6 separate regions of the Mus musculus genome follow, and all the other regions are linked to region 3. Evidence: chromatin contacts called from public HiChIP or PLAC-seq and promoter capture Hi-C data. All regions are on one chromosome and are shown on one strand. The core of a region is the stretch at or near the end of the contact, and the rest is flanking DNA. Distances in the headings are between cores, read along the strand shown. Region 1 holds the start of Stbd1 (starch binding domain 1). Region 2 holds the start of Naaa (N-acylethanolamine acid amidase). Region 3 holds the start of Ccng2 (cyclin G2). Region 4 holds the start of Sdad1 (SDA1 domain containing 1). Region 5 overlaps Scarb2 (scavenger receptor class B, member 2). Region 6 holds the start of Cxcl10 (chemokine (C-X-C motif) ligand 10).

Region 1 (4,974 bases), core at 1,454-3,953, 660 kb before region 3:
GCTTTTGCTGTGAGATGCAGGGTCATTGGGCAGTCTTCCATGAAGGTCTGACATGGTTGCAGTTGGCTCTATTAGCCTCTAGTTTGAAGACAGGCATCATGTAGGGGCTTGTGACTCAGTATAGCTGTAGTGATGTCTTCACCTGAGTGAGTTTGATTGGATGTGTTTGTCAGGTAGCTCATCCTTTCTCCTCTTCTTTTTTTTTTTTTTTTTAAAGATTTATTTATGCTGGGCATGGTGGTGCACGCCTTTAATTCCAGTACTTGGGAGGCAGAGGCAGGCAGATTTCTGAGTTCGAGGCCAGCCTGGTCTACAAAGTGAGTTCCAGGACAGCCAGGGCTACAGAGAAACCCTGTCTTGAAAAACAAAAATATAAATTAAAAAAAAGATTTATTTATTCATTTATTTTATACATATGAGTATACCACCATTACACTCTTCAGACACACCAGAAGACAGACACCATTACAGATGGTTGTGAGCCACCGTGTGGTTGCTGGGAATTGAAGTTGGGACCTCTGGAAGAGCAGTCGGTGCTCTTAACTGCTGAGCCATCTCTCCAACCCATCCTTTCTCTTCTTATTATGCTTCTCTATATTATCTGTGTGTCTCTCCTCTTCTACCTCTCTGTCATCTACATTTTTCTGACTATCTATGTAACTTCTTTGCTTGGATCTTAAATTCTTTAAAATTTTAAATTAATCTTAAGTATACTTTGATCATATTCTTTCCTCCCTTTCAGCTCATCCCAGAACCTCCCTGTCTTCTTACCCACCCAACTTCATGTCTCCCCCTTCTCAAAAACAAAACAAAACAAAAAAACAACAACAAAACAAACAAACAAACAAACAAACAAAAACCAAAATGAATATAGAAACACAAACTTAAAAAAAGAAAATTAATAAGACCAAAAAAAAAAAACCCCCAAATCAAACAAAACAAAAAGTATACACACACACACAAATCCCCAAATGAAACCTGGAGCTTGTGTGTGTCAACCATCTACTCCTAGAATGTGGCTGATATACCCAGTGAGACTCCATTGGAGAAAATGGATTTTCCCCTTCCAGCAGGCAGCAATTGCAAGTGGCTTCTTGGTCAGGGGTGGGACTTGGTGCTCACTCCCCCCACTGCCTTCAGTGCTGGGATTCTCTCTGGTTTGGGCTTCTGCAGGTGTTTTTCAAGTCGTTACAATCTCTGTGAGTGCGTAAGTGTTTCGAGTCCCGTTGTATCTGCCAGACACTGTCTCGGTGGAGTTATCCACTACCCCTGGCTTCCTTCTTCCACCATCCACCTCCTCTTCCACTTAGATCCCTGAGCCTTTAGGGGATAATTTAAAAAAGTCATCCCATTTAGGACTGAAAGCTCCAAAGTCTCTCTCTCCACACGGTCCAGTTGTGGGTCTCTGTGCTAGTTCCCCTCTACTGCAGGAAGCAGCTTCTCTGAGGAGGGCTGAGTGATGCTCTGATCTACAGGTATAGCAACAGTCTATTTGAAAGTTAAATAATTTAATAATAAAACAGGAGTCAGTATTGCTCTGTTCTCCACCTCTCTACCAGTTGCAGCCTATGCCAAGAGAGGAGCAACCCACCAGGAAGTCTCTCTCAGGAGATGTGTGATCTCTTGTGATCTCAGTGATCCAGCGAGGTGCACTGTTGAGTGATTGATCCTCCCAGAGGGAGCCATGTTAGCAATAATTGCAAGGCATATACTTTCCAGCTGTGGCCTCAGCAACAGGATGTATGTGTTTAAAGGAAAGACTCCAGGTAAAACACCCGGCTCTTTACCCTGAGTAGTGTGCACATCAGCACAGCAGTGTGGTCCTTCCTTCACAGGATTTCTGTTGTGTGAGGACCAATTTAAGTTCATACACAAAACACTTTGACTATATGATGCTTTGATAAAGGGTTGCTGCTTTATTAATATTTACTTGTAGGGGCTCCGTGTCTGGGCAACATCCAGTTCAGCTGGGTGGGTGGGTGTGCAGCAACACGCGTGGCGAGAGAGAGAGAGAGAGAGAGAGAGAGAGAGAGAGAGAGAGAGAGAGAGAGGAAGAGAGAGAGAGAGAGGAAGAGAGAGAGAGAGAGAGAGAGGAAGAGAGAGAGAGAGAGAGAGAGGAAGAGAGAGAGAGAGAGAGGAAGAGAGAGAGAGAGAGAGAGAGAGAGCGCCAGAGCCTGTAACTCCCCACTGGAAACGGGAGAGAATTTCGAGTTTGAGGCAGCCTGGGGTACGGAAAGACTTCTAGGCTAGTCTAGAACCTTTTTTTAAAAAAAAGAGTGTAGGAGGTCCCAGAGGTAAAGGCGAACAAGATTGGCGGAGGTGGTGGGCCTTTATGTAGAGATTTGAGAAAGCTGGGGATGGATTGGAGCTTCCCCTAAGCCCCTGCGCCCTCCCCACGATCCTTACTCTCTCCACCCCTAATTGTGCTAACCGTCCAGTGAGAGCCTTCTCCGGCCTCAGAGCTCCGGGCGCCCATCTCCTGGCTCGGAGCTGTGCGTAACCGGGCTCTTCTGGCGTGGGATAAAGTGGAGCGGGACCAGGTGTGGAAGGGCCGGCAGCGGTGATGGGAGTGGGCGAGAGCCGGGTTGCGGGGCGGGGCGAGCGGGGCGGGAGGCGGGGCCAGGAAAATTCGCGGCGGCCGTGGAAGGCTGGGCTGGCGGCCAAGAACCTTAAAAGGATGGGGCGGGCGGGGTGGGTGTGGCCGTTCGGGTGAGCGGAGCCCTGCACTGGGGCTCGTAGTCTCCCTCAGCCTCTCTCAGCCATGGGCGCCGTCTGGTCAGCCCTGCTGGTCGGCGGGGGTCTAGCTGGAGCGCTCATCCTGTGGCTGCTGCGGGGAGACTCTGGGGCCCCGGGGAAAGACGGGGTTGCGGAGCCGCCGCAGAAGGGCGCACCTCCTGGGGAGGCTGCGGCCCCGGGAGACGGTCCGGGTGGTGGTGGCAGTGGCGGCCTGAGCCCTGAACCTTCCGATCGGGAGCTGGTCTCCAAAGCAGGTATTCTTCCTCCCCTCGAGCTAGTTGTTTTGAAGTTCTCCGGGGAAGGGGAAACGAAAGGCACTTGGAGCCATGCGGGTGGGTTCTGGTGGACCACCTTCCCCGACCTCGGACTGAACCTTCTTCAGCCCTCATCGCGTTCTGGGGTTGTCCTGTCCTGGAGAGGCCACGCGGGTCCTCCAGAGGCCGCGCCCAGCTTCTGCCGCCTCAGCGGGCACAGGCTCCTCCGCCTGGCCGCACTTGGAGCAGTGTACGAGGATGGCTTGGGGGGGGGGGGGCATCTCACAACTCTTCAGTTCCTGCTGAAGCTGAGAGGGACATCTTCTGAGTCCCAGTCGCTGACATACCACACCCCTCCTTAGATCTGGGGCTTATGAACACTCACTTCCTACTATCTGGGCAGCTTTTTCAGGAAAGTAAAATTCAGCTTAGACTTAGGTCATGAAGGCCACTGTAGCTGAGGCTTTGTGCTGGCGTGTGAACAAGTGGTGGCCTACTAGGGAATCGAACTCTGATGAGAATTGTCACCTAAGTTTAAATCTACATTTTAGAGACCCTGCATCAGGCAATCAGTGTGCACTGGCACAAACCCTTACCTCCTGTGCCCTTTGCCCAGCTGCCTGGCAGAACTTATTTTTAGTGGTGGTCATTTGTAGCTACTACGTGAAAATCTTTCCCACGGCTGGGTTTTGATAAAAGGTTCTTCAGAAAATTAGGACTCCAGAGTAATATTTGCTGACATCTCACTTTGAAGGTCATCATTAAAAAGAGGCAAACATGTAGCGCAGAGTTCTCCTAACCCCTGCTGATTTATGGTTTTAGGGCGGTCAGGCTTCTAGGAGAGGTCGCCAGGAATGAAGCCAGGGTTTTAGAGAACTTGGATAGTATACTTTTAAGAATAGTTTTTATAACTGTATGTACTTATTAAGGAGGGTGGGTGGGATGGGAAAATCTTGTGCTTGTTGAAGACATTACTTTTCCCTCAAGCCCTCCCCACCCCCACCACACCCCCCCCCCCCAGCTCCACTCAGTCTTGTTCTCGGTTTTCTTCACACTGACTGCTATGCTTTCCAGTTAGCTGGAGCTGGCCCGTCTTGTATTCACTGCCAGGGAGTTCAGGTGTACTCTCAGGTGCAGGGTAGCCATGTAATCCTTTGTTCTATAGAAGCCACCAGCATGTGAGGCTGGGCCTTGTGCTAAGCTCCTGCCCCAACCCTTGGACAGCATTTTTTTTTCTTCTTTTCTTTAAATGACAGGAGCCAAGTGACTTAACTTTGGATACCTGCCAACATGGTCTGGACTGTGGGAGACTTTGCAACTTGCCACTTCATTCTCTCTCATGGTGTGTGCTGAGACTCCCCAAGTGTGCTTTTGATCGTTGGCTCTACATGTGTGCTCTTAGAGCAGTGTTGGGAATGTTCAAATAGGTACTTGCTTTTTTTAAAACAGAGCCTTGAACTGTACATAGAAATAAAGACAAGAGCAAAAGTTTTCTGCGTCTTCCTTTGTGAACCACCTAATGTTACTGCCCTTTCCTTTCTTAGAGCATCTTCGAGAAAGCAACGGACATTTGATTTCTGAGAGCAAAGATCTTGGTAACCTGCCGGAAGCACAGCGGCTGCAGAATGTTGGAGCAGACTGGGTCAATGCCAGAGAGTTTGTTCCTGTTGGGAAGATTCCAGACACACACTCCAGGGCCGACTCTGAAGCGGCAAGAAATCAAAGCCCAGGATCTCATGGAGGAGAATGGAGACTCCCCAAAGGACAAGAAACAGCTGTCAAAGTAGCTGGCAGTGTGGCCGCAAAGCTGCCCTCCAGCAGCCTGCTTGTGGACAGAGCTAAAGCAGTCAGTCAGGACCAGGCAGGCCACGAGGACTGGGAAGTGGTGTCTAGGCACTCATCTTGGGGGAGTGTTGGTTTGGGTGGCAGTCTTGAGGCTTCTAGGTTAAGTCTAAATCAGAGAATGGACGACAGCACAAACAGT
Region 2 (4,403 bases), core at 407-2,906, 990 kb before region 3:
ACAGAACATAACAGAATAAGCAACAAGCTCAGGCCTCGTTTCCTAATAACAAGCACTTGAGAAAGTTTCTTTATATCATTAGTAACAGTGCAAACTGGCTGGCCAGACCTTCGACAGTTCCTAGGCCTTAACAGTTTGGAAAGTAGGATGCCATCTAGATCCCTGACAAGATAAAAGTAAGCTTTGGGTAGAGCGGCTGCTTCCCTCTGGAAGTCCACCAGACACATGCTGCTCTGATTTCCCTGGGGAGTCAGAAACCTAAGGTGACATGTAAACTTCAGTCATTATCTCATCTTCACCAAGCGAACATATCTCCTCCATTCATTATGGGTGACAGGAGTCCCCAGTAGGTGGCAATTAGTTGACTTTAATCCACCTAGCACGGGGCACTTACGCGGAAGCCTCGTAGGCCAGGTTGACCAAGATACCGTCAGCCAGGCTGAGGTTGAGCGAGTCACAGATGCTGCGGATCTCGTCGGTGAAGGGCTGAGGCAGGAAGCTCTCCACCTTCGACACAATTTCTCCGACCATCCCGAGTACCCACTGGGGAACCCTGTCGCTAGAAATGAAAAAGTACGAAGTTTGTTTCTCGTCTCAGAGCATGGACAGTGCACGTATGCGTGGACGAGGCGGGAGGAATGTTGGGAATCTAGATTACTTTCAGAGCTGCTCCATTCCCAGCGTTCAAACCAGCGGGAATAAAGTGGGCATGATAGTGCAGGGCTGTAATCCCAGCTACTCAGGAGGCTGAGGCAGGAGGATTGTAAGGGCAGTTTATGTTTCACAGCGAGAATCTCTTTCTTTTTTTCTCACATCATAACATTTATATTCATTATTTGGGAATTTCATACAATGCAACCCGATCACACGTTCCTCTCGAGTCCACCCTCCCACCTTTGCCTTACCCCTCAAACAAACAAACAAACAAAACAACAACAAAAACAAACCACCAAATCCAATTTATGTTGTCCATATACTCATATATGTATAGTCAAACTCCCAGCGAGACTTTCGAAATGAAAAGTATAAGGGCTGAGATACACCCAATGGTAGTGCAATCACCACTACCTCCAGTGCCAACCTCCATGTAAGGCCAGCCAGGCTGGTCCACGATGCGGAGTTTCCTGGGCTGCATGCCCTACGCTGCAGCTTAGCATACTGGGTGACACCTTGCGCGTTACCCTGACCCGGAAAATGTGTGGTAAACGCGCGCGCCGCAGGAGGCTCCGAATTTGAGAGCCGAACTGGCCTTGCTGGGTCAGCCACCCGCTGGGCGCTGCGCAGAGCAGTGGGGAGGGCAGCGGTGCAGCGGTGAGAGGGTAGAGGTGCAGCAACGAGGGAAGAGCAGAGCCTGACTACAAGTTCACCAGACCAGTCCCGCGCTCACCCAATGACCTGCGCCACCGCGGTGCGCAAGAAGTCTGGGTCGTAGTGCCGCAGCATCGGCAGCCAGCGCTGCTCCGGGGCCGCGTCCAGACTGACGTTGAAGAGAGGCGGAGTCCCGGGGACGACAGCCGACAGCCAGGGACCGGACAGCGACAGTAGCAGCAACAGAGCCAGGGCCAGGTGTGCCCCATGGCACGCGGCCCTGGTGGCTAGGGTCCCCATAGCTCCGGCTTCTGAGGCCACCACCGGACCAATGAATCTTTGCTGTCCTGGGGAGGCGGAGTGGGAGGCCTGGGGCGGTGCTGGCACTGAAGGCGGGGCCTGCGCTCCACCCGGTCAGGAACCCAAGCACTGACACCGCCTCCTGCCCCAGCGGGATTAAGCCTGCTTCTCACTCACAGCTAGAGGCAGTATCACATCTCTGTGTAAAAGGCCGGGAGTGGTTGTACTTAATAACCTGGTGATTTGTGCTATACGTAGGGCCAGACCTCACCCGAACCCCCTAGACTATACTTCTATCCTAGACTTCCCAGACTCGTAAGCATTGTTTCTCAGTCAATAGAACCTATCCTTACGGAAGATGTCACATGCACTTTGTAGTTTGATGACTCTATGAAATATGTATGCCCAAGACCACACCCGATCCTGCCCAAGGTCCTTAAGATGCCGTAAGCTTTACTGTGCACATGAGATTGAGATAATTGTTACCAGGAAACGTCTTTTCCCTAAAATTGCGCTGTACTTAAACACCTAAAGTTCAGACTCTGTTTCAACCAGCGCCGGTGTACTGGATGGTTCTGTGTCAACACAAGCTAGAGCCGTCAGAGAGGCGCCTCGGTTGAGGACAATGCTTCCATGAGATCCAGCTGTAAGACATTTTCTCAATAAGCGATCGATGGGAGTGGGCCCATCCCTTTGTGGGTGGCGCCATCCCTGGCCTGATGATCCTGGGTTCTATAAGAAAGCAAGCCGAACAAGCCATGAGGATGGAGCTAGTGAGCAGGCCGAAGGACCCCAGGGCTAGTCCACCCCAGTGGCCTCTTGCTGGGATGGAGCTAAACTGCACATTCAGCTCACCCAAGTCAAGTGAGCAGCATGTTCAGTGAGAGAGCAACGCTGCCTCAGGAAAAAATCCCTGCCTGCAGTGGAAAGTAACAAAGACCCCCATGTCAGCCTCTAGCCTCCATGTGCACACACACACACGTGCACCGCCACACAACACACACACAAACATGCTAATGCTGAGTTACAGTCAGCAAAAGCACAAACTGATACTCTATGCCAAATTTTAAGATACTAAATAATACTGTGCTGAAGACACACACAGGAGCGTGCGCGCGCGCACACACACACACACACACACACACACACACACACACACACACATCTGAGATTAGCAGCACTTGAGGGAGGGGTCATGGTGAGTGCTTCAGTTCCACTTTTTGGTTCTCTTCTTATACTGAACTTCCTCTCTGTAGGCAGAACATAGCCCAGACTGACCCCACCCTCCTGCTCCTCCCGCTTGAGCCCTGGGTACTGGGATTACAGGCGTGAGCCAGAAAGCCAGCCTCTCATGCTTTCACTTATAAAACAAAAGCAACAAAAAAGCCAGGATATTAACATTGGATTGGTAAATGTTTCCTTGTGCTCTATATATTTGTATGTTAAAAAGTCGTGATTATAAAGTGTTTTTATTGGGCTGGAGAGATGGCTCAGTGGCTAAGAGCACTGACTGCTCTTCCAGAGGTCCTGAGTTCAAATCCCAGCAATCACATGGTGGCTCACAAACATCTGTAATGGAATCCAATGCCCTCTTCTGGAGTGTCTGCTACAGGGTACTCATATACATTAAATAAATAAATCTTTCAAATGTTTTTACCTTAAAAAAAAAAAAGGTGCAGTACCCCTGAAACAGGAAGCTGTATTTTTACTCCGAATTTCCTTCCCTAGTGATTCCTTTAAACTTCCACTCTTGCAGCCCTTCCTGGAATGGCAGTTCCCATTTTGCCTTTCTGTTTTACAACTTGGCCCAATTTCCTTTTAAGGCCCCTTTGATGCTGATTTAGGATTAGCAGGCCTGTTCCAACTGCCTCTGGCTGATGCGGAACTAGAGCTGTTCCTGATTCTGCAAAGGATGCTTTATATAAATGTATATAAATGCTTAACATACGAGTTACCAAAGTGTCCAAAGCAGGCAAAAAGAAGTCACTCAGATATATCCTTTCCACTCACATCCAGCAACCATTTCCACATGGCCGTTTTATTTATAGAAGAAACACCAAGACTGTATGTGCCTCAAGGGAAAACCACCGTTACTTAAAGATTGGCTTGTTTTCTTAACAGTACTCTGTTTGCATTCAAAGAACAATCTTTTTTTTTTTAAAGATTTATTTATTTATTATATGTAAGTACATTGTAGCTGTCTTCAGACAATCCAGAAGAGGGAGTCAGATCTCGTTACGGATGGTTGTGAGCCACCATGTGGTTGCTGGGATTTGAACTCTGGACCTTCGGAAGAGCAGTCGGGTGCTCTTACCCACTGAGCCATCTCACCAGCCCCTCAAAGAACAATCTTAAGACTTTATAGAAATAACATATGTAGAAGAGTACACACACACACACACACATATACTCTTGTACATTAAAAAATTAAAATTGAGATATAGCTTAAGCTTCTTTTCATTCTGGGATAATTTCCCCAAATTGTTGGCATATGAGTTGATGAAGACACCAATGTGTTCCCCTCCACACTACCCTCTGTGCCACTAAGAGCTTTGGGGGATGGGCTGGGGAGGGAGGATAGCTCAGTGGGTAAAGCACTTGATGTTTAAGCATGAGAACCTGAGTTTCAATCTCTAGCCATTCCTCCTGCCCTACACATGTTCATGTCTATTCCCAGAGCTGGGGTGGCAGGTGAGGGAGAGACAGGTGGATTTCAGGGACCATTAGCAGGCTGGCCTAGCCAATCAGTGAGCTTCAGTTTCAGTGAAAGACTTTCTCAGAGATTCCATGTGTGC
Region 3 (4,761 bases), core at 1,699-4,198:
TTTCTTTCAGTTTCTAACAAGCCTGGTTACTACACTACTATTTCCCCATCATATTGGAGGCAGCACTCCTTTAGACGAATTCTACTTTCTCTAACTTAGTATGTCCTGAGCAAGTTTATTAGTACATCCTTCACTGGGTCAGTTTTCCTAACCAAGTTCCTCTTGCTCACTGCCACGCCCCTATCACTGTGCTGAAGAAGACCCACCCAGTATCACATAATAAAGGGAATTCCCTCTATCTTTTTTGAGTGCTGAAAGAGTTTTGATTCCCTTATTTTATATGGGTGATTGTCTAGGAACGTGGTCTTCAAGAATTGCTCAGAAAAGCCCAAGATGAGCTTAATGGATTCAGCACAGGAAGAATGTCTTGTTTTAATAAACAGCACCTACAGGTCTGGTGCAGCTAGCTGAGGAGATAAGGACAAGGCCAGTCTGCAGAAAGACTTCAGGGAGAGGGAGGGGGAGGGGGAGGGAGAGAGAAAAGAGAGAAGAGAGAAGAAGAGAGAAGAAGAGAAGAGAGAAGAAGAGAGAAGAGAGGGAGAGCAAAGAGAGAAAATCGGAGCAATCTCACTTCCTGGAAAATCATTAAAAGTTTGCAGTGGGGAGAGGATGTAATTTGGGGCTAGTATTTTAAAGGGCTGCTGTCTTTCCATATTAAAGTGTTAAATGGATGGAAGTGGAAAGTCAGCGAATTCACCAGTATAAAGCATCCCACTTTGCAGGACTATTCACATCGTGTAAAAATCAGCGTATGTTTTGTATAACTTCATACCCTCTAGAGGGCTAAGAAAAGGATGGTTTCTTCAAGCTTTCTTTTTTCTTTCTCTTCTCCCCCTTCTGACAAGGTCTCACTCTGTAGCCTAGGCTATCCTTGTACTCACCGCAATGCCCCTGCCTTAGCCTTCCAAGTGCAGGGTTTGCAGCCGTCACACTTGGCTGGCTCTCTTCCTTTCTGTCTCATACAGTATGTTATTTATAAAATCTCCTGCCACATTCTTTTACACTTCCTCTTTCACATCACTTATTTTATAGCCCTGGCTCCTTTTCTACCTTTGGCCATTGGAACACAAAGCTCTCCCCAGTCTTCTTGTTCGGCTCCTAAACTTCTCTCATCAGTTGTTTCTTTCTCACCACTGACCCTGTTAGCTGGGCTTTTCCCCTGTTGCAAGATATGTCTGAACTTTAATCATAGCTCCATTCTCTCATCGAGTCGCCAATTGCTGTGCGAGTTTACAAGCATGGACTTTCATCCAGATGTACGTCACTAACGTAATAATTTAAATAATGCTTAAAAGATCAACCACACCTCGAATAAAATTATATAACCTGTAAATCATTTAAGTGGTATGCTAATATTTTATGTTCTAAAACCAAGAAGGCCACACCCCTCTGAAACTGGAATGCTAGCTAGCCCTTTGGTGTTCTCTTCCTCTGCTGCTCTGTGCTCCAAACAGATGTCTGAGTCTCTTTCCAGCTAATACACAAAGCCATCTATTTGAGTAACTCTTCAGCTGTTAAAGCGGTACTAGGTGCCCTCTAGTAGTTTATAAGCTCCAAAGTGACTCACAGAAAACACACCCAAGAGTAAAAAATTCATTTCGGAGAGGCTAGCTGTTTAGAATTCATGAAGGCTCTAAGTTACCGATTTGCATGTTTGTTAGGAGGCAGAGATCTGAGGGAATAGAAAGTAAAACAAACAAACAAAACCAAAACAATCTAGGGAATTTTCCTGCCTCCCGACAGATACTCCACTCCGTGTGAAAGTTAGCCCTGCCTAAGGCATCTAGTTGGTTTGGTTTTTGCTCTGCCTTAGGAGAGGTGTCAGCTTAATAACAACGTTAATTATAATAGACAATAAATGATAATTTATGGGCGATCAAGAACCAAGAGGCTGTGGGAGCCTTCATTAAAACCAAAAGCAAACAGTACAACCATAACCTCTAGAAGCACACTTATTAGATATCTATATACCCTCATCAATCTGCAGTTTTTATTGAAAGGTCCCTCCTTTGAACTTTTTATTATGGAAAAAAAATTTCAAGGCACACAAATGCACTCACAATTCTGTAATGCAGTCTCTACTACCCACCGCCCAACTTCAACAAGTCAGCTGTGTAACCAACTAGTTGAATTTAGCTTTTTTTCTTTCCTGAGTCAGATCGATTAAAAAAAAATTATCTCGGTAAGCATCTTGGAATGTTAAGAGCTTGACTGTTTATTGCAAAATACACCGGTGGTACAACTAAGAAGTTCAGGACGCCCTTCTGCACTCCTGGAAACGCTGTTACAGAGTTATGTGACCTCGGATTTTCGGGGTGTGACCAGAGGCGACAGCCTCGGGCCTCGCCTAGACTGAGCTAGAGTTCCTAGGCAGCTGTGGACCCCGGCACGTAACCGAGCACCACAAATGCCACCCACCCAAGCATGCGCAATCCAGACCCCAGAGTTGCTAAGGCCCCGGAAGAAGATAAGAGAGTCGGGATATATTGAGAGCCAATCAGAGGACGCAACAGCCAGTCGGCCAGCCAATCCAGATTCGAGATTAAATCAAGTCCTCAGCAGTCGGCTTGCCCCACCCTTGTCCAATCAGGGAGCCCGCTACTTTGGGCGGACTTTTCAAAACAGCGAAAACAAAACAAATCGGGGGACCTTTAAAAGGTGTGAGGCGTCCAGAAACTGTCTCCTTCCGCTCTCCGATCGGCTCGCTCATCTTTGCTCCCTTCCGGTTCCATTCTGAAATGAGGCTGGAATCCAGATTCCACTCCCTACCATAGATCCTGGCTCCGCAAGGCCAAGAGGAACAGAAGGGGCCAAGAGAGGCTGGGAACTGAGGCTCGGAGCAGGGACTCTTTTTCTCAGATCCACTGGGCGAGCGAGCGAGGATCCCTCCGCGCGCAGTCACGCGCCCCGCCCCTTGGGGGCGTCGCAGACTCAAAACAAAAACAAGGGGTTTGCTCAGCTCCGGAGGCTGCGGCGGAGCCGGGAGGAGGTGGCGGTGCAGGGCGGGCGCTGAGCCCCGCTGAGGAGCAAGATGCAGCCGGGGCTGTGAGGCCGGGCGGCGGCGGGGAGGTCGGATGCGGGTCTCGGGGTGCCGCTGAGGAGGCTGGTCCCTGAGCTCGGAGACGGGTCCGGACGCCCCCGCCGCGCCGGTCCGTGACGCCGGGGCCGACACGGTGAGTGGGCCTCCCGGGTGGCTCTGGGTTTGGTGGCTCCGGGTCTGGATCGCGGTTTGCTTTGATGGTGGAGTCCCCCAGCCGCAGCTGAGGGACTGACAGGGGCTCCAGGGTGTTCTGAGGCTATACGGTGGGTTGACAGCCCCGGGGCTTCGCACCGTTACTGAGCCCAAGTATTAGGCTACTGCTCGCTGCGGGCGTACTGGACTCCCCACTGTCTCCCCAGCATCCCCCAAGCTACTGGGCCGCCCTGTCTCGAGTTGCGGGGCTCGTCAAAGCTGCAGAAGCTGCGGGGGTAGCTTGGAGGTGGGCTCCGCGACGGGCTCCCGGGGCGGGGCTCCGAAGCCGCCTCCTTCCAGTTCTTTGTTCAGTCTCGAGACTCCCCCTCCCTTCTCTCCTATTGTGCAACGCCCCGCCCCAGAACCCGCTTCGGTGGCTTCAGTCTTCCGGTCCCCCGCTTTCCTCTAGGGCCTAGAGTCTAGTTAGAAGTCCCTGCTGTGCTGTCCAGGTGATGCGGACAGTAGGGGACATTACGCTTCTTGGACACTTTTCCTGTACGTCAAACGCTGTCGGCCACAGAGCTGATCAGAACTAGCCCTGGCCAGCGGAGGTGACCGAGATACTGCCCCCCCATGCCACGCCTCCATGTCTTTAGGGGAGGATTCCCCTGAGGCTGGCGGACGTGACCGATCCCCCCCTCACCCGGTTCTGGCTTGCGTGATCTGGGGCGCCCCTAGCTGGAGGGATCGCGGCCAGCTCCTTCTGCTCTCACACCCTACGTATCCGGATTATATTCTTAACCGGCCGCGGTGTATTTGCTGCAGATGAAGGATTTGGGGGCCAAGCACTTGGCAGGTGGCGAAGGGGTTCAGCTTTTCGGATTGTTGAACTTCTACCTGGAACAAGAACAGAGATACCAACCTCGGGAAAAAGGGCTGATCTTGATGGAGGCTACCCCGGAGGTAAATTTGAGAATTGATAGGACTTGGGGGAAGGTGGGAAGGTAACTTTTTGGTTTTCCTCGTACCAAATCAGTACCAAAGGCTAAAAAGTTAAATCCAAAATTGGCCTCACCGTACTAAGAAAAAACGTGAAACGTGAAAGGGTTCTGCTTTTGTTTTTAGTGAATGTGGAAGTTATACCAAGTGTACTGTAGAGGCGTTTCTTCTGGTGGTGGGAAATTCCTAGAGAATATTTCTAATAGGATCTTAGATTGTGTCAGAAAAACCTCATCAAGGAACCCACATTCTGCTGTAACTACCTTGGGTGGGGCAACACTTCACGTTATATTGAGTTGGCTAAAGTTCTGTATTGGATAAATTTTAAAAGTAGTGATTTATCTGAACGTAGTGTGATAGCTTTAGGAGGTCATGTGTACAATGGGGAAAACTAAAGGGAGAGTAGGTTTTGAACCACCTCTATTCCATTCTAAGAAAATAAACTTTGATTCTTGGTTTTTAATTTCAGAATGATAACACTTTGTGTTCAAGACTGAGAAATGCCAAAGTGGAAGATTTAAGAAGTTTAACTAACTTCTTTGGATCTGGCACTGAAACTTTCGTTCTGGCTGTCAATATTTTGGATAGAT
Region 4 (4,626 bases), core at 1,837-4,336, 960 kb before region 3:
CAACACCGCAGGAGTGGGGAGGTCCCAAATTCTTCATGTTCCTAACCCCAATTCCTTCACTGCCACACCATGGACAAGTTATAGACTCACGGTCGCAGGTCTGCTTGAGATGAGCAGGACATACCACACTCTGCCCCTGATGTACATTTGTCACACGCCCAAAACCCCAGACACTCCCTCCTTCCTCTCATGCTAACCTCCATACCAGTACCCCAAAGTGGTTCTGTGGCTGACCCCAGGGCATCCAAGCTTGGATCCTCCACTGTGAGCACGGCCACATCAGTTCCTTGCCCGTGGCTGAGTTGGTTAGTATGCACCCTCTTTGTTCCTTACTGATACTGGTCACTTTCCAGAGGGAGTCCTTCCTCTTCACCGTGACTTGGCTTTGAGTCCCACCTCAATCACTGCCCAATCAGCAGGCCATGGGGGGCTATGACTTCCACCATCTTGGGAGAAACTCTGGACTCCGCTCCATTTCCCTTTCTACTTGTCAGAAAAAAAAAACCCCTAAAAACTGTCTTACATGGTACCCGGATAATCTAAACTCCTCAGCGGCTCCTAGAAACACCGGAAGTAAAACCTAACCGCTTACCACTATCGAAAAGGCTCTGACCTCACCGCATTTCCCACGCTACACTTAAGTGACAATGTTCCTGCTTCATTTATTTCCACGACAGCTTCTGTGAGTCCTGTTCTCCTGCCTGGAACGCTCTGACCTGCCTGGCCCAATACTACCACTGCAGGAAAGGCTTCCCTTCCCTCAACAGTCTGCAGTCTCTATTCTAACATCCTCACCTAGCCTTATCTTACACAGGTACCGTCCTCCTAAGAACGAGAGTCCAAAAGACGGCATGGCTCCATTATCTGCTTACTTGTCCCTGTATTCTCAATGTCTACAAATATACTGCAGTGTGTGTGTGTGTGTGTGTGTGTGTGTGTCTGCACTAAAGCAGATGGAGGAGGCGGCTATTACCTTTCTTGAATACTAAAATACAAAGGTTGTTATTGAACCTTCCTTGGTTTCACAGCAGGTCAGAAATAGAACCAGAGCTTTGGGTCAGCTGTAAAACTAACGGTCTCAAGCACCCACTGACAGGATTTGGACAGTACAAAAAAAGAACGGAGAAAAGGGGGTGTCTGCGATGAAAAAGAAAGCAGGGCCAGGCCAGTGAAGACAACTCCAGAATGTCAGGAAGGCTTCACTGCTATCTCTCAGACTGGAGGCTCGCAGGTGGAATACGTCAAGAACCGTATAAACCAAACCACACCTTCCAATCAATAAACAGACTATAAAGGATTGAATTGACAACTCTCAACATAAATACAAAGGCCGGTAACTATGTGAAAAAGTGTGCAACATGCAAATTAAAATAATCTGAGATTCTATCTCACCTCATCGGAATGGCTGTCAGCAGGCAAAAGACAGACAGCAAATGTGGGAAAACAGAAACTATATTCCCCTTCTCTCTCACGCTCCACACACATGCACACACACACCACTGGTGGGGATAGAGTGGGAGCACACACACACACACACACACACACACTCGCACACACACAGCTCATGGTGCGGATGTCCATGGTAGAACCACTATGGACAAACTAAAACTGGCCTTCTACGGCCTGGTTTATAATAAAAGGACTCTGATCAAACACCATAGACACACTTGCACATTTGTGTTTACTGGTGCACGAACCACGGCAGCAAGAAGCAGAGCCAGCCTTTAAGTCCATCAACAGAATGTGTAGTGAAAATGTGGTACATGCATTTAGTTTTTTCCAATCAAGAGCTGAAACCATGACAACAGGAGGAAAGATGTTAAGAAATTAAACCAGACTCAGAGAGGTAGCCTGTTTCCTCTCAGAAGCAAAAGTCAGATTTCAATTTAGTTTGTGACACAAGTTAGAAAGGGGAACCCAGTAAGAGCTTATGTTTAATGTGTATTGAGAGCTTGCCTACTTGTATGTGCGTGTATACATATGCCTAGTATCCAGAGGCCAGAAGTCGGGTGTCGCATCCCCTAACACTAGAGCAACAGATGGTTATGAGCTATCATGTAAGTGCTGGGCCTTGAACCCAGGTCCTCTGGAAGAACAGCCAGTGCTCTTAACCATTGAGTCAACTCCCCAGCTCTGGAAGAAGAGACCTTAAAGGGATGCAGGGAACTGAAATAAATGTGATGTGTATACAGAAGTGAAGTGGGGGCTGTCTGAGGAGAGAAGGGGACCAGTAAGGGGGGGGGGGAGACAGGGAGGATTGGGAAGGGCGGTGTGTAAGAAGACAAATAATAAAGGCAAAGGCGCGTCTTAATCTATCTACCAGGTTAAGAGTACAAAGTCACGGCCTTCATTTCGTGGTTCTTATGAATTCACACACTTGGAGTATGCCATGCCCCTCACAAACTGGACCTAACAGAGTTTTAGACCGCACATTTCCCTCAAAGCATTTTTTTCAAATCTAGCTCAGGGTGACTCCCAGGGAGTTTGAACTGTGGCTTAACTACATCTTCTACACTCTTGACTGTGGGGTGGCCCTGCCATCTGAGAACTCCTTGCTCTTCTTGGCAGAGCTTGGGGCACTCGGGAGAGGCCGTCTGTGGAAAGCATGTTTAACACACGACTCATCGTATGCTAGGGGCTAACTCGAGTTTTTGCTCTGAGGCGGCCAACGGACGTTACCGGCCCACGTCGGCGAGGCGGGCGGATAAACCCGGAGGCAGCAGGTTTTAGGGTGTGTTTCAGTGTTGGTGGGGTCTGCATGTCCCGTCCCCCGTATCTCCATCCCCCGTCCGTTTCCTCCCCAGGCCCCCGGAAGCACACCGGAGCATCCCGGGGAGCCGGATCCCGGTCCCACCTCCTCCACGTAGGCCGGCGGGTCCCGCTTGATCAGGTTCTGTAACTGCGGCAGGTTGCTGGGCAGCTTGTTGTTGTTCCTGCCGGACATGGTGGCTGTGGGTGGGCTCCCTGGCGAGCAGTGCTTGGAAAACGTCCGCCTCTGTCAGTCGCAGCCCGGGCCCCGCGGCAGCTTAGACTCGTGGGTCCCAGTGTAACCGGAAACGGCACGTGGGACACGCCGCTTGCCCGACCGAGCTACGGAACGCTCAGAGGATCAAACTTCACCACCCTGCTGCAACTCTTTGTAGGCGTCTGCACGCTATCGGTCCCTGCCGGTGGACAACCGCTACTGGTTGTCACCAAACTCTGGAGCAGGTTTCCTTATCTCAACATTCTTTTCCACTGAAAACAATTTTTATACAATATATTTGATCATGTTCTTTTTCCTCCGCCAATTCCTCCCAGTTCTCCCCATCTAGCTCAGCATTCTTATGGTGGCCCAAATAAATGAGGATTAATATGGGACTCAGGTATGACAGCATACAACTGTAATCCCTGTACTCAGGAAGCTGAGGCAGGAGCATTATATTTGTTTGGGGCAAGCCCGAGGCTTACTCTGTCTCAAGAAAAACGACAGAAATTAAGCAGGGGCCTGGGGACTGGTTCAGGTGTCCTATCTCATAGGAGACCCTAGGTTTCTTCTCCAGCTCTCCATAAACTGCGTGTGTTGGCTCATGCCTGCAACCCGCATACTCAGAGAAGAGGCGGCGGGAGGGTTGAGACTCCAAGGTCATCCTCAGTTACATAGGAATTTGAGAGAAACCTGAGATACATGAGATCCTGTATTATAAAATGAGGATTAGGGGCTGGAGATGGTTTAGCAGCTAAGATCTGGTACTGCTGTAGGGACTCAGGCTCAGTTTGCAACACACGGTGGCTCTCAACCATCTATAGTTAACTCCAGCTCCTGAGAAATGTGTGCCCTCAGCAGGTGCCTGTGCTCACAGCACACATACCCACACAGAGTTGCACACACATCACTAAAACAAAAACCTTGTCAGAAATGAGAATCATTTTCTTTTAGGCTGTACTAAAGGTAGAAGAAAAAAATCCATGAGGAGTATGCTTAGAGAATATGTTTTAGAGAATGGCAAAGAGCAGGGGTGGAGGTTAGATTGTTTTTTTGTTGGTGTTGGTTTGTTTGTTTGGTTTTGTTTTTTGAGACAGGTTTCTCTGTGTAGCCTTGGCGGTCCTGGAACTCACTCTGTAGACCAGGCTGGCCTTGAACTCAGAGATCCATCTGACTCTGCCTCAGGAGTGTTGGGTCTTAAAGGTGTGTGCCACCACCGCACCCAGGCAACTCTCTTAATTCTAACCACAGAGGGGAAAACAGCTGTTGGATGGTAACTAGGTTTTTGTTTTGTTTTGTTTTTGTTTTGTTTTGTTTTTTTCGAGACAGGGTTTCTCTATGTAGCCCTGGCTGTCCTGGAACTCACTCTGTAGACCAGGCTGACTTTGAACTCAGAAATCTGCCTGCCTCTGCCTCCCTACTGCCGGGATTAAAGGTATGCGCCACCACTGCCCGGTAGATGGTAACTAGTCTTACACTAATAGATGAATCAAGGTGTTATTATTCTGTGTAACCTAAGCAGTTTCCTAGATCAACTTCATCCAAGGTTACCTGACACCATGTTAGAGCCCAAATCAAAAGAAATTTATAATCATATCTGGATAAGTCCTGAGGACAGTTAGATCAAGAGTGCTCGTGAGGGCGTTAGTGTTCTATGAGGG
Region 5 (4,943 bases), core at 1,060-3,559, 780 kb before region 3:
AGTTCAAGTTCAAGGCCAATTTAGGCTACAGAATAAATTTCAAGCCGGTAAAACCCTGTCTCAGTTCAGTTAGTAATAAGCACGTAAGGAGCCCTGGGTTCACACCTAACATTAAATCAAGGCTGCAATCCAAGTTTAGAAGGAGAGTCAAGAAGTTCAAGTCACCCTTCAATACAAAGAGAATTCAAAGCCATCCTGAGCTATAAGAAAGCCAATCTCATTAGAAAAAAAAAAAGAATGAATGGGAATCAGAAAACATCTCAGATCAACAGTGAATTCTAGAAACTGGTTTAAAACTGTATGTGTGGAAGGGAATTGGAGGGAGCCCTAAAAGTCGCCAAAGTCTGAGGGGGACCTTAAAAGGCCAGAGGTGGAGAGCAGCTGTGGAGGACAGGAAGGGGCAGCCTTCTTGAGCACGCAGGCAGGGACGAAGCCCCGCCCACAGAGCTCTGTTGCGGAAACTCCCCAGACAAGAGCAAAGCCGCAGGCAGAACAGAACCAAAGCAGTAAGCCCCCAGGTCTGTCCTGGCACAGCTGCGCTGGCACAACCCAGGGATCCCAGGACAGTTCAACAGTGAAGAGGGACTCACCTGTAGGTGTATGGCCCCACTTCTTCTAGTAGGGGGATTTCTCCTTGGAGGATCTCCTCAGGATTGGTGACATTGAAGAAATAAAACTGGATGTACACAGGTAGAGGGGGCTTCTCCCAGGAATTAAAGACCTTGGTGCCATTTTGTAATACCATATTCTGAGGAAGGAAAACAAACAAACAGGTTTACAAAATGGTAAGGCCACTGCTTCTGAACATGGGCTAGAAAGAACATGGGATAGACATTTCCTATCCTGTAACTGGAGTTTGGAAGCAGAAGCCCAGATTCCAGAAACCACAAGAAGCTTGTGGTGGCAACATGTCCCGATCCATGAACTAAAGAGAAGGGCAACTGTGAAAAGCAGAGAAAGATATAGTCAATGTGTTGGGAAGCGGAACATCTAAAGGAGTCTTAGGACTCTGAGCTCATCACTGGGGTCTTGACAGATCTTTAGAAATGTGGGGTTTAGGTTGGTTTTAACGCACTCTGAATGAAGTCCAGGCTGGTTTGAAGCTCCCTATGTAGTTCTGGCTGGTCCTTTGAGGCAGTCCTCTATCTCAACCACTGAGTGATTACAGGCATCCACCGTTATTCCCGGTAAACTTTAAGTTTAAATAGAGGAAGAACGGGAGTGGCTCTGCCCATCTTTGTTGCAGATCTGACCCTGCCAAGTACTTCAATCTGTTGGTAAGTTAATTGCAGAATCAACCTGGTTCCTACCAAACTCTGAGCCGTAGCCACTCTGTCACACAACCTGGTTCTCATCTTCGAGTAGGTGAGCCTTGCAGGGGTTGAGCTAGGAAGGGCAGAGAGACACTCCTCGGGGATGATCATGTCTGTCCTGTGCAGAGTCAGCAAGAATCTGACCTGAAGACATGCAGGCGCAAAGGGAGGGCAGGGTGGCCAGGCTCTCGCCCTGCTTTTACCCATCTCAGGGGCCCACATCAGGAGTCCACCCTCCACAGCAAAAGCACATGCCAGGTGCCTGTCAAAGTCTGCCCTCCTTGCTTGCTTATTTTAATTCTTTCTTGGGCAATCACTTGCAATCTCTTGAGAACATGGTTGTATCTGACATTAACAGGTCTCACTGTCATTAAGCCTAAGAATCAGACAGACAAGTTAACACCAGCTTTGTTTGGTTTGGTCTTCCATTTGACACCCAGTAACTCCACCATCAGGAGCTGTACATGCATCCATAGTCAACCCCTGACATGTCTATAGAGATGGCTGCCTCTGGCTCAAACACAAACTGAGTTTCATGACTACTGTAGACAATTTCTATTTCCCACAATCCTTCCTCTACTTCCTACTTATGTCATGGGCTAATATCCCCATATCTCAAATTCATATTTTTTAAGTCCTAATTCCAAATCTTCAGTATGTGAGCATATTTGAAGACTGGATTTTTTTTTTTTTTAGAGAGGTGACTGAGGTTAGATGAGGTAATGAACTCGGGAACCAATATGACTAGTTTCCTTATAAGAACAAAAACATAGGAATAAAATGCTCCCAGAAACCATAGGTTATTAAATGAAAATCCAGTGTCAGAATTGGGCTACCTCCCTATGAGTTGTTGTTCGGGGAGACCTCTGAGGCTTCCAGAACAATACAGACAACTGCTACTGCTCTTGGTTGCCTAACAGAACTAAGTGAGAACATATGCTTCAGTCACAGGATGGAGAAATCACCGTGGAATAGGGCCAGAGGCTCCCTCACTGCTAGCTAGAGCCAATAGCCCAGAGTGAAGAAGAATTACCCAACAGTCTTACTCAGATGTGACCCCTGAGTGTCACTGACTGGCCAAGCAAAATTTCACCTACTGGCGCAATAGTGGCAAGCTTGTTAGGGGAATAACCAACCACTTTCTGATTAGATTTGAAGCCTGCTCCACAAGACAGAATTCATATTTGGCATTGTAAACCTGCCAAAACTCCTAGCCTGGAAGGCATAGGCCCTGGTGCCAAAACTCCCGGTGTCTTTTAAGCTAGCAGACATGTGTCCAGCTGCCTTCTAAATAATTATGTCTATGCCCAGGAAATGATGTTGCGGTCAGCTTTAGTCAGAGAAGCGGCTGCTTAGAGTGGACAGAGCTACCTGCAGAGACTTACTACTTGTCAAAGTAAGGTGAACAAGTGACTTGGCTAGCTCAGGCATAAATGGCGTATCTGTGTCACCTCCTCTAAGGCACGGAGGTCCAGCCGTCGTTTCTATCTAATAACTTGCTAAGTCAGTGGGTTGAGATGTGACTGATGGAATAGAAATGCAGAAACAAATCACATGACTCCTTGGCTCCTCCAGCTTCTGAGGTCCTGCTCTAGCGTCTGCTTGGCAAGGCTCATCCTCTCCAGGCAGGAACTCTCTGTCCATGTTAGAAGTAGGTATTTAAAAGCTTTGTGACTCTTTTTCTCACCCATTAGGTATTGGGAATTGAATTTAGGGCCCTGTGGGAAACTAGGTAAGCACTCAACCACTGAGCTACATCTCCAGCTCTGAATAAAAGTTTTAATTATTATTATTGTTATTTTGAAACACTGAGTTACACAGGTTAGCCTTGAGTCAGCCCAGACTGGCTTTAGTTTCACAAATCCTGGGATTACAGGCCTGGCTAAGATCTGGCTTTATCTTATTTCCTGACCTCAAGCCTAAACTAGCTGAGGGCAGAGGGGCAGTAAGCTGAAGAAAGCAGACTAGGTATACACTTGAATTACAAGAACGTCTCTTCCTATACATCTCTCGTATACGGTTTTTGACAGTCTATCAGAAACTATTCATCCAATGCCTAGAAACTGTACCAGGAACTTAAGCTACTTTAAACCAGTGTTGGAATTATGAGAGTGGAGAACCTGGAAATAATAATTACTTCATCTTCCAGAGATCGCTTTTTCTGGTCCAAAACTTTCTAGAAAAAGGCAGGGCAATAACTGTTTCTTCTCCACAAACGCCCCGAGGAAACCTGTACTGGAAGAAACCTGTACTTTCCATTGGACAGCACAGAGGTATCACTTAAGAATGGAGTGGTCATTACAAAGTGAGTTCCAGGACAGCCAGGGCTACACACAGAAACCCTGTCTCGAAAAAAACAAAACAAAACAAAGAATGGAGTGGTCAGCACAGGAAACACCTAATAACGGAAGTCATTAGGGATGAAATCAGCAAACTAAACCGGAAAATTCAGCTCTTCAGCATGTAACCAGCTGAGTTGGCTGTTGACTTCTCGAAACAGTGTAGCATTTACCTTGCCTAGCACGTGGAAGGCTCTAAACTCAATTCCTGGAAGTTGGAGGGTTGGAGGAGTTGGGAGTGGGCAACACAAATCTGGCTTGGGTCTGGAGAGGCTACTTGAAAGCATTACTGTAAATGGAGAAGGGACTGTTGCCAAGGGCAAAAGCTAATAGGGATGTTTTGTTTGCAGGAGTCTCAAGGGTTAGGCTTAAGTTTCATTCCCTGGGAGGAGTGGTCAAGGCTAGAGAACAGTGTCAGGAGAAGTGGGGGTGCCTAGGAGTGGCCGTATCAGCCAGTGAGCAGAGGGCCTCACCTGGAGGCCAGCTATGGTCCAGCATGGGGGAGGGAAGTTCTGTACAGAGAAGAAAGGACTTGGGATCTCACTTATATGTTAAAAAGATCATCTACAAAATTACAACCCCCCCCCCCCAGAACCTCCTGCAAGGGAGAGCTGAACAGCTGGGTAAGCAGCTGGGTTTATACCACTTGGTTTCAGCCAGCTCTGGCAACCCAAGGTATAAAAAATACAAAGTGGGGGGACTTTCCAGAAAGAAAGAAGGCAGAACTCCTTCCAGAAAGGGTGGAAGCCAGATTTCTCGGGCATCTCTAAACTTGTCTTTCTGAGGTTTAGGATAAAAATAAGCCTTTAGAAACCCCGTCTCCTTAAACAGAGCAAATGAAAACACTCCTGGCTAGCACTGAAACAGTCCTTGACAGCTTGCCTGCGTCACCGTTGGTAGCGGACTCTGGCACACCCTGGTGTTCTCCCTGTGGTCAGCCTGACCCATGGCACCTCTCTGCCCTGACTACTTAGAACCGACGCCATCTGAATACACTGTTCTGTTCTCTTTCATAGTCTCAAAACCTCCCCCAGTTTCTATAAAGTTCTTGTATGTTTGTTCTGTGTCATATAGCTGCAGGTTAGGCTAGTCAAGGAGCCCTCTGTAAATCCCAGAAGAGGCCCTGGGCCTTGTGTGTGTGTGTGTGTGTGTGTGTGTGTGTGTGTGTGTCTAAATATGTGTGTCTATGTGTCTGTGCATGTGTGTATGTATGTGTACATGTACGTCTGTGTGTTTGTATCTGTATGTTTCTGTGTATGTGTATGTGTGCATGTGTGCATGTGTGTGTGTG
Region 6 (4,822 bases), core at 1,360-3,859, 920 kb before region 3:
CCAGGACCACCTGGTCAGGGTGGCACTGCCCTGAGTGGGCTGAGGAGCAGTCAAGGCGATCAGCCACACATGGCCACAGGCCAGTCTGCTCACCCACACAAGCCCACCTTCTTCCCAGGGACTCTCAGCTGTGTGGAGTTGACAGTGAAAACTCATCAGGACAGGGTCCACTGAGACTCAGGCCTTTTCCCTTTTTGCCTCACCAGTCACAGGAAGCCTACACGATCAGCCTCGAAGGAGGCTAAACCAAGAAGTAGTGTGGTAGTTCTCCTGACTTGTTTGTCTCCTACCCACCCCAACTTCTTGTTCAGGCCATTGAGTCTCTAAATCTCTGAAAGAATTCTCAGTCACATGACCATTTCATGTCAGTTATTATTACTTTATTACATTTTGGGTCTCTTACTACTTTCAATACAGTACATTGTCTTTTGAATGTTACATAATACAAAAGGTATTGGACGGTTTTAAAAATAAACTTTAACTACCCATTGATACATACTTGATGACACAAGTTCTTCCATATACAATGCAAAGCATACAAAAAATACATTAGGAATTCTACTTTGTACAGTCGTTCATTAAATAGTATTTACACATACATTTTCAGGTTCCTCTGAGTATCTTGATAACCCCTTGGGAAGATGGTGGTTAAGTTCGTCCTTACAAACTTAAATTTGTAGTCTTACATCTGAAATAAAAGAGCTCAGGTAAACTTAGAACTGACGAGCCTGAGCTAGGGAGGACAAGGAGGGTGTGGGGAGCAGCCTGGGCATGGCACATGGTGAAGGGCGTCGCACCTCCACATAGCTTACAGTACAGAGCTAGGACAGCCATCCCAGCCACTTGAGCGAGGACTCAGACCAGCCCTTAAAGAATTCTTGCTTCGGCAGTTACTTTTGTCTCAGGACCATGGCTTGACCATCATCCTGCAGGAGGAGTAGCAGCTGATGTGACCACGGCTGGTCACCTTTCAGAAGACCAAGGGCAATTAGGACTAGCCATCCACTGGGTAAAGGGGAGTGATGGAGAGAGGCTCTCTGCTGTCCATCCATCGCAGCACCGGGGTGTGTGCGTGGCTTCACTCCAGTTAAGGAGCCCTTTTAGACCTGTAGGAAGAGGAAACTGTATTGAGCGGAATAGACTCTGCTTTCACTTTGGGAACCCAAAGACCCTGGGGCAAAAGGCCTGGTGCATTTTCCTCTGCTACACAATCTCCATGGGTCACGGGTGGGTGGGGGTTGAGGGGACAGAATGGGTTTGTGTGTTTTTTGTTTTTTTTTTTTTTAAGTGAGGAAGTGGGGGGGGGGTGGGCATTTGGCAGCTTTACCCGTGACAGGTATAATAACTGCTCCACTTCTAGACACTAGGAATGTATGACCTAAGAAGGCACCTCAGTGTCTGTGTAAATGGAGAGACAAAGGCACATGCCGGTGCCATGAGTTTAGGGCAGATGCCCCACAGCAAAGCCCAGGGCAGGCGCTGCTCCCCAGACCACCATTTCCTGAAAAAGCAACATCAAACCTACCTTTTTTGGCTAAACGCTTTCATTAAATTCTTGATGGTCTTAGATTCCGGATTCAGACATCTCTGCTCATCATTCTTTTTCATCGTGGCACTATAGAAATAAGAGTGAGATACTCAGATTAACGTCAGGCCAACAGAGCTGATGGCCCTGCAGGTCCATGTCAGAGTTCAGGCACTGTGCCTTAGTTAGAGTCACAGACCCGTCCCTATCTTTCCTGGTTTCCCTCACTTATTTACTGTGTGGTTACGGGAGGGACGTTTATCGGCAGGTGGGCTTGTACTCACATGATCTCAACACGTGGGCAGGATAGGCTCGCAGGGATGATTTCAAGCTTCCCTATGGCCCTCATTCTCACTGGCCCGTCATCGATATGGATGCAGTTGCAGCGGACCGTCCTTGCGAGAGGGATCCCTGCAGGAAGAGAGGGGGAGAGCCAGGAAGGTCAGCACACGGTTTCATTTTAGGCACTTAAAATGGATGAGGTAGTGTTTAGCAGACCCTGTCTGATCTGTGGAGAGACGCATCCCATCGTATCATAGGGCTGAGTGTTTGAATATCTTGGTCATGGTAAAGAGAGATCTGCAACTTGTCAGTTACGAAATCCTGCATTTATGCACTGCTCACAGTATTGGTTAGGCTCAGGCAAGGAGGCATCCGTGCCTTACCCCATCCCACTCTTTCGCCCTTTCTCCTGACTCTCTCTTCCCTCCTTCTTCCTCCTCCCTCCTCCTTTTCTCCCTTTCTTCCCTTCTTCGTTCCTTTGCTTTTATTCTATTTTTCTCTGACTTCAACCAGCCTATGATAAACTCTGCAAGCTGAAGGGATTTCTTCCTGCTTCCCTCTTCTTTATAGGTACACACATTAAAGCTTAAATACATGCTGTGTTTAGAACTGAGCTTAATCGTCTGACTTCTGACTTCGTTAATTAAATGGCCTTGGTGTCCCTTACCTTGAGTCCCACTCAGACCCAGCAGGATGAGGCAGAAAATGACGGCAGCACTTGGGTTCATGGTGCTGATGGGGAGGCTTCCGGAAGGTTGGCTCGGGATGTCTCTCAGCGGTGGATGAAGCGCTTCTCGAGTGCCGGCTGCTGAGGAGTATTTATCTGCAAAGAGTTTCCCTCCCTGAGTCCTGATTGGCTGACTTTGGAGATGACTCAGCAAGGCTCCGCAACCCGAGGGAAGTCCCCTGTAAACCGAGGGCATTGCTTGTGTTTATTGTGACCCATGAACTTGGAATTTCCCTCTCCCCTCTTGTGCTCCTTTTAATTTTTAACGAGTGAGGTAAGTTTCACTTTCCAAAGCGTGAGCTGTTTGAGAAATCAGATGCAGTGCCTTGCAGAATAAGTCTGGAAATGGCTTTAATTCTCATCTTCCTTCTCTCATAAATAAAACACAGAACTGATATCTAAGTCAGGTTCTAACCATGGTTTTTACATTTGTTGTGTTTACACTGTTTATTTTTGCTTTTTACTTCATATGCTTTATTATAAAATACTTGGAATAAACTTTAAAAAAAAATCACACGCCAAATTTAGCCAGATCCAAAGTCTATACAACTTAGTGAACAGTTAGAGCAGGCATTCAGAACAGAAGCCGGAAGTGTCACACTAATGTTTACAAGTTACAAGAGGAATTGCAAAGCTAATTGTTGCCCCGTGCTGATTCTCTCAGGGATGCTTTGATTGTCTTCTTTGTGAGTGTGTGGTTACAGGGTCAAGGATGAAAGTGAGTGTGGATGTCACTCTGCACAGCACCCAAGGCAGCAGATACCTGGGACCTGGAAGAGTAGGTGAGGTTACATAGATCTCGCATAGAGGTGACAGTGATGAAGGGGATGGAGGTGACTCATCCTGGGAATGGGACAGGAGCCTGGAGTGTACCGGTTCAAAACTTGACAACAGAGGCCAAGAGTGAAACCTGTACCCACCAACGGGAACTGGGAAACAGGAGCTGTCACCAGAACAGGAAGGGAGTTGCTGCTTGGGAAAGATAGAAATTTCTAGAGAGCAAAATCCACATTGATGTAGTCCAAGGACTAGAACAGAGCTAAGCTTTCAAGGGAGCAAATCACGGGACAGCCGTGGAATCTGGAAGGACAGACAGAAGGGAATGGGGGCAGAGACAAGCCAAGAGACTTTCGTTTTGCAACCTTCTGCTGGGAGAAGGCTACTGTGAGAGGACGCCATGAGCAGTCTCTCCCAACCTGCTTCTGCAGAATAGACGCTGCGCTGTAGGAACCTCAGAATTTTAGAGTGGAAAGAGGTGCTGAGCAGTTTTACATTAAACAATAAAGAAAGATACATGGTGACAGTTTTATTTTATTTTGTTATTGTACAAGTTCTCAGTCAAGATGTGAAGGAAAAACAGATTTGAGGATGTTAAGAAAAAACAGTTAGCAAGTGGATATATAGTCCCTTACTGAGGAGAAAAGAGTTTAGTAACTATTGCGTAGTGTTAAGCATCTGTTAGTCAAGAGTTTTCCCTCATTCAACCCTCTAGGAATCCAGAAACTCCATCTCTGTAGCCCACGCTCTCAAACACTTGGTTATGCAGTGGCTCCAAAGAGCAGATCCTTGGTTCAGGCTCCAGACTTGCCTGTGTCTGCTTGGCTGAAGTTATCTTTGATGTTTCTTTGGTGTTTCTGGAACTAAACACCTAGAAGGGGTTTAAATTGGACTTGTTTTACACAGAATTTCATGCTAAAATGAAAGTTACTGTAGTATACATACATTGTATCCAGTAAATAGTCACTCGTACTTGAAAGCAGCCCTTTGACTAGAACAGGCCATTTTGCACTGAATTATAGCAGATTATGGCAAGTATGGTATACATGTCATGGAATTTTTGTGGCTAGGAGAAAAATGAACATTTCTTCAAACATATTCAGATCTGTAAAAAAATATCAAAATTTATGACTATAAAGTTAATGTCAAATGACTGAAATAAAAGAATCTATATGGAATTTCCTAAGAGTCCGCTCCCTATGGTCAGAAGTGCTTTGAAGACCCTTGAGGAAAAGTAAGCCGTAAGAGTAATTCCAGTACTTGGGAGGCAGAGGCAGGTAGACCTCCGAATTCCCGGACAGCTTGGTCTATGTAGTGAGTTTCAGGATAGCTAGGGTTACGTAGAGAAGCCCTCTCTCTCTCTCCCTCTCTCTCTCTCTCTCTCTCTCTCTCTCTCTCCCCCTCTCCCCTCTCCCCTCTCCCTCTCTCTCTCTCTCTCTCTCTCTCTCTCTCTCTCTCTCTCTCACACACACACACACACACACACTCAAGAGTGAAGTGTGCTTACGGAC

Evidence for each region. Promoter capture Hi-C pulls out the DNA fragments that hold promoters and counts their contacts. HiChIP or PLAC-seq counts read pairs in DNA pulled down with a chosen protein or histone mark. Capture Hi-C pulls out chosen DNA fragments and counts their contacts.
Region 1: a contact with region 3 is called in an H3K27ac HiChIP or PLAC-seq map of microglia, with 7 times the contacts expected there. The contact joins the promoter of Stbd1 here to the promoter of Ccng2 in region 3. A contact is called at or near these places in 6 of 39 promoter capture datasets (cranial neural crest, frontonasal cranial neural crest, hippocampal neurons and 3 more), 1 of 484 Hi-C or Micro-C datasets (muscle stem cells), 3 of 115 datasets of contacts at active chromatin or transcription factors (the NIH/3T3 cell line, extraembryonic endoderm stem cells and microglia) and 1 of 9 other capture datasets (adipose tissue).
Region 2: a promoter capture Hi-C map of liver shows a contact between it and region 3. The contact joins the promoter of Naaa here to the promoter of Ccng2 in region 3. A contact is called at or near these places in 2 of 39 promoter capture datasets (cranial neural crest and pre-B cells) and 2 of 9 other capture datasets (adipose tissue and liver).
Region 4: a contact with region 3 is called in a promoter capture Hi-C map of pre-B cells, with 3 times the contacts expected there. The contact joins the promoter of Sdad1 here to the promoter of Ccng2 in region 3. A contact is called at or near these places in 5 of 39 promoter capture datasets (the C10 cell line, hippocampal neurons, liver and 1 more), 1 of 115 datasets of contacts at active chromatin or transcription factors (astrocytes) and 1 of 9 other capture datasets (liver).
Region 5: a contact with region 3 is called in a promoter capture Hi-C map of the 3T3-L1 cell line, with 5 times the contacts expected there. The contact joins the enhancer-like site here to the promoter of Ccng2 in region 3. A contact is called at or near these places in 5 of 39 promoter capture datasets (the 3T3-L1 cell line, cranial neural crest, hippocampal neurons and 2 more), 1 of 484 Hi-C or Micro-C datasets (muscle stem cells) and 5 of 115 datasets of contacts at active chromatin or transcription factors (bone marrow-derived macrophages, embryonic limb bud, microglia and 2 more).
Region 6: an H3K27ac HiChIP or PLAC-seq map of microglia shows a contact between it and region 3, with 5 times the contacts expected there. The contact joins the promoter of Cxcl10 here to the promoter of Ccng2 in region 3. A contact is called at or near these places in 1 of 39 promoter capture datasets (the 3T3-L1 cell line) and 3 of 115 datasets of contacts at active chromatin or transcription factors (microglia, pancreatic cancer cells and thymic regulatory T cells).

Annotation. Positions count from the first base shown.
Region 1 is chr5:92,600,348-92,605,321 of GRCm38.p6, forward strand. Stbd1 (starch binding domain 1) reads left to right here and starts at 2,704. Exons shown (of 2, transcript NM_175096.3): 1 at 2,704-2,990; 2 at 4,535-4,974. The coding sequence starts at 2,762.
Region 2 is chr5:92,276,525-92,280,927 of GRCm38.p6, forward strand. Naaa (N-acylethanolamine acid amidase) reads right to left here and starts at 1,657. Exons shown (of 11, transcript NM_025972.4): 1 at 1,388-1,657; 2 at 395-559. The coding sequence starts at 1,608.
Region 3 is chr5:93,264,625-93,269,385 of GRCm38.p6, forward strand. Ccng2 (cyclin G2) reads left to right here and starts at 2,949. Exons shown (of 8, transcript NM_007635.4): 1 at 2,949-3,173; 2 at 3,998-4,135; 3 at 4,641-4,761. The coding sequence starts at 3,998.
Region 4 is chr5:92,306,938-92,311,563 of GRCm38.p6, forward strand. Sdad1 (SDA1 domain containing 1) reads right to left here and starts at 3,087. Exons shown (of 22, transcript NM_172713.2): 1 at 2,855-3,087. The coding sequence starts at 2,944.
Region 5 is chr5:92,484,607-92,489,549 of GRCm38.p6, forward strand. Scarb2 (scavenger receptor class B, member 2) reads right to left here. Exons shown (of 12, transcript NM_007644.4): 2 at 591-748. Among named protein-coding and RNA genes, the nearest start is that of Scarb2, 19 kb to the right of the region's middle. Within about 2 kb of position 2,310, at least 90 of the 459 cell types and tissues checked have an H3K27ac peak or open chromatin away from gene starts, as enhancers often do. A contact at or near this core is called in microglia, muscle stem cells and thymic regulatory T cells, where this site is marked.
Region 6 is chr5:92,346,280-92,351,101 of GRCm38.p6, forward strand. It overlaps Cxcl10 (chemokine (C-X-C motif) ligand 10), which reads right to left and starts at 2,610. Exons shown (of 4, transcript NM_021274.2): 1 at 2,475-2,610; 2 at 1,810-1,936; 3 at 1,526-1,615; 4 at 359-1,106. The coding sequence starts at 2,535. The coding sequence ends at 1,088. It also overlaps a transcript of Art3 not described here.